2 separate regions of the Mus musculus genome follow, and region 1 is linked to region 2. Evidence: chromatin contacts called from public HiChIP or PLAC-seq data. All regions are on one chromosome and are shown on one strand. The core of a region is the stretch at or near the end of the contact, and the rest is flanking DNA. Distances in the headings are between cores, read along the strand shown. Region 1 overlaps Tcf7l2 (transcription factor 7 like 2, T cell specific, HMG box). Region 2 overlaps 4930552P12Rik (RIKEN cDNA 4930552P12 gene).

What was found. HiChIP or PLAC-seq counts read pairs in DNA pulled down with a chosen protein or histone mark.
Region 1: a contact with region 2 is called in an H3K27ac HiChIP or PLAC-seq map of extraembryonic endoderm stem cells. The contact joins two enhancer-like sites. A contact is called at or near these places in 1 of 484 Hi-C or Micro-C datasets (bone marrow-derived macrophages) and 4 of 115 datasets of contacts at active chromatin or transcription factors (embryonic limb bud, embryonic stem cells, extraembryonic endoderm stem cells and 1 more).

Annotation. Positions count from the first base shown.
Region 1 is chr19:55,761,242-55,764,466 of GRCm38.p6, reverse strand. The region is part of intron 4 of Tcf7l2 (transcription factor 7 like 2, T cell specific, HMG box); the gene reads right to left. Among named protein-coding and RNA genes, the nearest start is that of Gm31734, 20 kb to the right of the region's middle. Within about 2 kb of position 1,481, at least 8 of the 459 cell types and tissues checked have an H3K27ac peak or open chromatin away from gene starts, as enhancers often do. A contact at or near this core is called in extraembryonic endoderm stem cells, where this site is marked.
Region 2 is chr19:55,641,573-55,644,807 of GRCm38.p6, reverse strand. It overlaps 4930552P12Rik (RIKEN cDNA 4930552P12 gene), which reads left to right. Exons shown (of 4, transcript NR_045318.1): 3 at 1,207-1,380; 4 at 2,257-3,235. Among named protein-coding and RNA genes, the nearest start is that of Gm41871, 58 kb to the left of the region's middle. Within about 2 kb of position 1,462, at least 219 of the 459 cell types and tissues checked have an H3K27ac peak or open chromatin away from gene starts, as enhancers often do. A contact at or near this core is called in extraembryonic endoderm stem cells, where this site is marked.

The DNA.
Region 1 (3,225 bases), core at 232-2,731, 120 kb before region 2:
CGTTACCTTCTCACAAATTCCATGAAGTATTTAACCCCTCACGCCTCCTGTCCGCCTACTACAGCTCCAACTATAAGGATACGAATAGGAGCAAAACACAACAACCCCAGCCCTTAGGAAGACCCTGCATGTCAGAGTTGAGGCACAGCCTTCATGTGACATAAGACAAACGTCAACAGTAACAAACAGAACTCATAAATCTGCCATCGCAGATAGCCAAGGCTATCAAATCCATCATGTGGCGGCGGCGAGGGGGGGCGGGGGACGGATCTGACAGCAAACAAAGACGAGACACTGCATGTCCGGATGAGCTGTATTCCAGCCCTGCAATCACGGACCTCATGGGTGTCAGTGGCAAAGATGGCAGCCAGCATTCAGCAAGTACCCTCCTGGGCACCTCTGCACTGCCCAGCCCATGCCAAACCGTGCCCTATTCATCCTCTCAACAATGCCAGGAAACCACCTTGGTGCCACCATGACCCCACTTCACAGAGCAGGAGAGGGAAGCTTGGCACACCTGAGGCTCAACCCCAGGCTATCCGTGACACCCCCACCCTCAGGGTCCCCATCTATTCTCCTGTTCCTTTAAAATGCAACAGCAGAGGGGGTGTGGCCATGACCGCATCAGAAGGAGGACACACTCTTTAAACTAGAAGTGATTCCCTGCCAGAGGTGACTCTGACCCCCAAGGAGCACCAGGTCCTTTCTGGGAGTACTTTCAGTTGTCACGCCTCCTCAGAGATGATAATACAGACACTTTCCTCCACCGCCTGGGTCAAAATACCACCGGTCCTGAGGCTGACAGATACTGGGCCAAGCAGCCTCACCCTACCTGTCACTCACCCCACTTCTATCCAATAGCAAAGGCAGGAAGGTTGCAGCCCGGCTTCCTGCCTGCATGGAAACGGGTGTAAGCCGATGCTTTCCTAAATACATGTTTCAAAACCGAGGTTTTTGTGAGGATGCTTCAAAGAGCCCACACACCTTTGATTCTAATGTTTCCTTCTATAATAAGTTACACGGTGCATGCAGCTACTTTGAAACTTTCTTCTGCAATCTGATTAAGCACTAAATTTACCGCCAAGCTATGGTTTGGGTAGGACCCTCCCTCTGGGATAACTCTGCTGCCAGCATGATAAGCCAGCCAAGGGGGAAAAAAGAAATGGCAGTCATTTATCTGCTTGATTAGGACTCGATACCAGCTGTCCCAACAGAACACCAGAAACAAATAAAGAGCCAGGCTTGATAAGGCTGTAAATACCAGCTCTAACCCATTTAGAAAGTTCGGCGCTCAGCTAAACAGCACCTGTAATTGTCAAGGACTTTATTTAAAAAGTGTAAATATCATAAAACGAAACATAAACTTTCTCTCTTATGCACTCACTGTGTGGCCCATATGGTGGGGACACTCGGACAGCTGACGGGACAGTAGTTTTCACTTTCTGGTGTGGAACTAGAACTGCGCCTGCATGCTAAGCCATCCTCTCAATACCCACACAAGCTTGTCTCTCCATGCGGCACAATGGGGCAGACCAAGTGAAGACGTGCAGGGCTGTGACACAGACGGAGCGACCAAATGAAGAGCCACGGGGCAGTAAAGAAATGTAGGGAGGCCAGACAATATCATCTGGCCAGTGTAGGGCAGCTGCTGTTGACTTCAAGTCAAGGCACTAACTTGGAGTTTAAACGACAGGTGTAGGAGCTGGGGAAAGGGTTCAGCAGTGAAGAGCACTTGGAGCTCTTGGAGAGGACCTAGGTTCGATTCCCAGCACCCACTTTGTGGCTCACAACCATCCATACACCAGTTTCAGAGAATCCAATGCCCTCTGCTGAGCACCATGGAAACCAGGCACACACATGGGACATATAATCTAACATTCAGGCAAGACATTTATAAACTAAAACTGTACTGTACCCCTCAATTCCCATCTTGCCCCGCTCCCACTGAGGTGTAGAACCCTGGAAAAGTGAAGGCTGTCTTTTTCTCTGTCGCTCACTTTCCAGGGCTGTCCACATGGACCTTTCCTTTGCTCTGCTCCAAGAGCCAGCTATGGCTAGTTTCCAGCTTCAAACCAACAGAATTCAAACCTGGACTTCAGCATGACCTGCCAATGTGAGAAGCAAGAGGCTGTCCCTCGCCTATGCTCCAGGGCTCTGCAGTCTCCTGCCTGTGATGCCACAACATATCTCCTCTCTTGTTCTAACCTAGTTAGAGAGTGGTCATCATGGGCTCCCTGTCCACAGAGCACTCTGAAAACAGATCCCTAGCCACCTGCAGAACTCTGAATGCAGACAGTTTCTTTTTTTTTTTTCCATGTAGTACAAGTCAAATTTAAAGAAACAAACTAGCCTTCCGTCCCACTGGAAAGAAAAGGGGGCGGGGAGCTTGGTACACCTGTCCTCCACCAGGACACAGACTATGCACGATACACAGCTCCGTCCTGAGTGAGAAGAAGCTGTGGTAAACTGCAGGATGTCAAGGCCAGAGTCTCTCAACTATGTTTCACTGAAGTCACCTGGAAGCTATTATCCAAACGATGCTAGACCTGACACCCAAAGGATGCTAATCTGGGTGTCTAGGCCATTGTCTGGGCCCTGTTCTCAGCACTTCCCAGGTACCTATGATATGAGGCCAGAGTTGGGAACCACTGCCTTGGACTCATGGTAAAAGTACAAACGCAGGCGCCTGTCCCAGACCTACAGAACATGAGCCTGGGACAGGATCCCAGTTCTTAAGCTCTGAGATGTTCCCAGGAGATAGTGGCTCAAATTCAGGACACACTAAGAACAGCAATCTCCAATGAAGAGTGCCCAGGTTGTGCATATAGCAGAGGCCCCATGGGCTCTCTGTACAGTCTAGGAAGCTGGGTGGTAGCCACAGGTTTTGAAAACAGGTAGGCCTTCTGTTTAGCCTTTTCAGTGCTGAGAATCCAGCTCAAGCCCTCAGGTATACACTCTGCCTCTCAGCCACATCCTTAGTCCTGAGCATGGCTTTAAATAGCCAGCTTAGCAGGAGACTATGCCAGCAGTACGCCAACCACACTAGCCTGGGTTTGAATCCTAACTGACCTTGAGAAAAATAACTAATGAGGTGTCTACTTCCTCAATGGCAAAATGGGGTAGCGGTGATAATCACAGGAACTCTGCCGCTCAGGTCTCCCTCCCTGCCCTGGTGAGAGATCAATGAATAACCCAGAGAAAGCACTTAACCTTTGACCCAGTGCA
Region 2 (3,235 bases), core at 213-2,712:
ACAAACACAGGTATACTTATGTACCTGTACACACGTGAACACACACGTGTATGTGCAACACTCACACAAATACCAACTGCAAATATTTGCAGAGTTCGAAATTCCCCAAATTTTACTCGAGCATTATCTGTGGCTGGGAATTATCTACACATCCCCAAGGACGAAGCTGAGACAATCCTGGTTGCTCTGTGTCCCCAATACTCAGAAACTGCCTCCTGGCAAGCCATGCCGACTGCAGCTTTCCAAGACAAGGCCTCCCACTTTGCACACCAGCAAACTGAGGCTCAGAGCGAAAAGTCACTGAAGTGCTCCGTGTCAGGTGGCTGAAGCAGGACCAGAAGCCCAGACTGGTGAGGTAAAGGCGCCCCCAGCTAGCCTAGCTGTGATTCTGATTCATATGAGAAGAGCCCACTCATCCTGCCAGGGAACCAGGCAGATGGGGAACAGCACTCAAACGGGTCCTGAATGAGACAAAGTGGAGGTGTCACCCTTGTCTGTGGACCTCCCCTCCTTCCCAGGTTCCTGATGTCTTCCCTCCGGTAGCAGCTTTTCTGGAAGTGTTATTCACCTGGAGAGCCGACCCTGAGAATATTTGGAGTCAAGGAGTTACATGAGCATGCTGGCGTCCACACATCAGCCTGATGCCACGGGTCCCCTGCCAGCTTTGAGGTCCCATCTTTCCAGAGTCAACTGCATTCCGTGGGAGGATTGGGGGGGGGTGCACGTATGGGGGAGGGGGTGCGCGTGCGCGCATGGCCCTTTTTGTTTTGTTTTACTTGGGTTCGGTTCTGGAGATGGGAGTCAGGCCCAAAGGCTTGCACCAGCAGGCTTTTTACTGATGGAGCGGGCTCCTCAACCTTGGCGTTCCATTTTGCAGTAGAAACCTGACCCTGTTCTCAGTTAAGAGATGAAGACACAGAGGCATACCCACTGCCTGATTCCAATCTTGAAGCTTGTGCTTATGTCACCAACTGAGAAGGGACATACTGTCACAGCAGGGAGCTGAGAGTATGGGGGTGGGAGGGGAGCGCAGCCGAAGTTCCATTGTATCACAGCGGGGCGGGGGGGAGGGGGGGCGTGAGGCACGAGACCGATACTGGGACTCCCGAGATAGCCTTTCTATTCTTGGTTCTGCAATGAGCTTGCTGTGTGCCCTTGGGCAGATCAGTTCCTCTCTCTAACGCCCAGTTTCCTCATTTTCTACAGCCAAATGCAGAATCTTAATGGCTTTCCCTTTCGGTTCGACAAGCCCAGAGCTCTAGCCTGGGTGCGGGCTGTGTGTGAAGAAATAGGAGTCTTGGTTTCGTTTTGTAACCTGGGCCCCTCCAGTGCCTACCAGCTGGGGCTGGGAACAGGACCAACATTCATTGACAAATGAAGGTGAGTTTCAGAGAGGCAGCCTGGGCTGTCACAAAACTCTGACAGAAGAAGTGCAGTGCTGGGGAAACCCCAGGCTTCTGTAAGCCAAGGCTCTGATTGGTGCACAGCGTTTGCTCTTCCTTCAGACCAAGGCCTCCAGCCAGTTCCCAAGCCATTAGCTGCTGGTTTTGATCAATGGCAATAGCATAAACAACAAATAAGTCCATTCGCTGGCAATTTCAGTCATTTGTGGCATTTAATTAGCATAATTGACCCAAACTGGAACTTTTCCTTCCACCTGAATTTAAAAATACATCCCCACTAACCCTCAGTACATCTGAGAAAAATTTCTTCTTCTTTTTTTTTAATGAGGCTTTAACTAAAGCCCAATATCAAAACACTATATAATACTTTTATCTCATCGAAGACATTTGATGCTTATTAAAATATTACTGCTTTAAGGCTTATTTTTTTTTTTTTTTTTTTTTTTTGCCCAAGAGTGTGTGCAGAGCCTCACTCCTCAGATAATAACAAAGAAATCTTAAACATGAAAAACACACATGAAAGGTAATATGTTCCCCGTTAGTCTCAGTATCATTTCCCCAGGATTTATTACTTTCCAAATATAGCATTAGCTTAAAACTAAAAGGCCGTTTACAGTAATGGGACACTTGGTACTACTTTGGAGCATGTGGGCTCTCCCAGGGCCTTGTACAACGGCTTCATTAAGCGGGGAACTGTGGGGGAGAACGGCTGGGTTAAAAAAAAAAAAAAAGAATCCCAGCATGTCTCCTCCAAGGCCCCCCAGATAGGCCACCTACCCTGACCCAAGGCCCGTGTCTAACAAGCTCTTAATTCCGCTTTCAGAACTGCTCTTTCACGCGTTGTTTCTTCCAGAGATGAAAACATTTTCGAAGCTGACAGGCCATCAATTGGGTGCCACCCGGGAAGAGAAGCCATGGTCTGCAGCTCTGCTTCCTGGCCCCACCACCAGGAGAATATGGGACTGCCAGCCACACCCAATGGGCCGCCCTAGGTTTGGGAGGTCTCTTTTTATCCTGAGAGAAGGCTTGGGAGCAGTTACGAAAGCGACGAGCCTACCGGCTTGGACACGGAGCAGCGATTGCTTGGCTTGTTGGGTATGGCTGAGGCCTGTATACAGTTGGATGACCTAAGTTATGGAAGGACAGAGTAGTCATGTACACAGAAGGGCCCTCTTGAGTGGCAGCTAGGGCCACTGTAATTTTGTCCCATGGGGTAGCCTGGGTCAAGCTCTCACTGGAAACTGCCAGTCAGCCGAGGGACCCTGAGGAGACTCACATTATCTGTTTGCTGTTTAGGTCCAGCAGTGAAGGCCCCTACTGATTTGGGGAACCAGCCTCCTGGCGCTTCCTAAATGCCCTGTTTTGAGAAGTTCCACAGAGTGAGGGTGTAAGTGTCTGGCCTGAAGGGAGAGACATGCTCCCCCTGGGTTCCAATCCCCATCATACCTTAGCTGTCAGCAGGGAGGGGAGGTTCCAGAGGCTACAGGAGGCTGTAGCAGAGAAACAAAGGCTTACATTACTACTCCAGGTTTGCTGTTCTCCCCGGAGGCAGATGGCACTGTGTGTTGGGTGGGGATCACTTCACCAGGCCTGCCTTTGCCCCAAGGGGCAGTTTCTTGGATAGGATAGGGATAGTGTCATTAAGCCCATTTGAGGAAGCAAGCAACCAACCGTTACCAGCTTTGGACTTCACTGACCATGTTCAGTTACTGTTGGACACTCTTTTCCTTCAGGCACAAATGGGTAATTTCTCATGTTCCTGCCTCTGTGACTGGGGCCAAGCAGGCATGTCTCCTTTGTTCAGTTCACTGCTCCCACCTCTGGAATCGTCC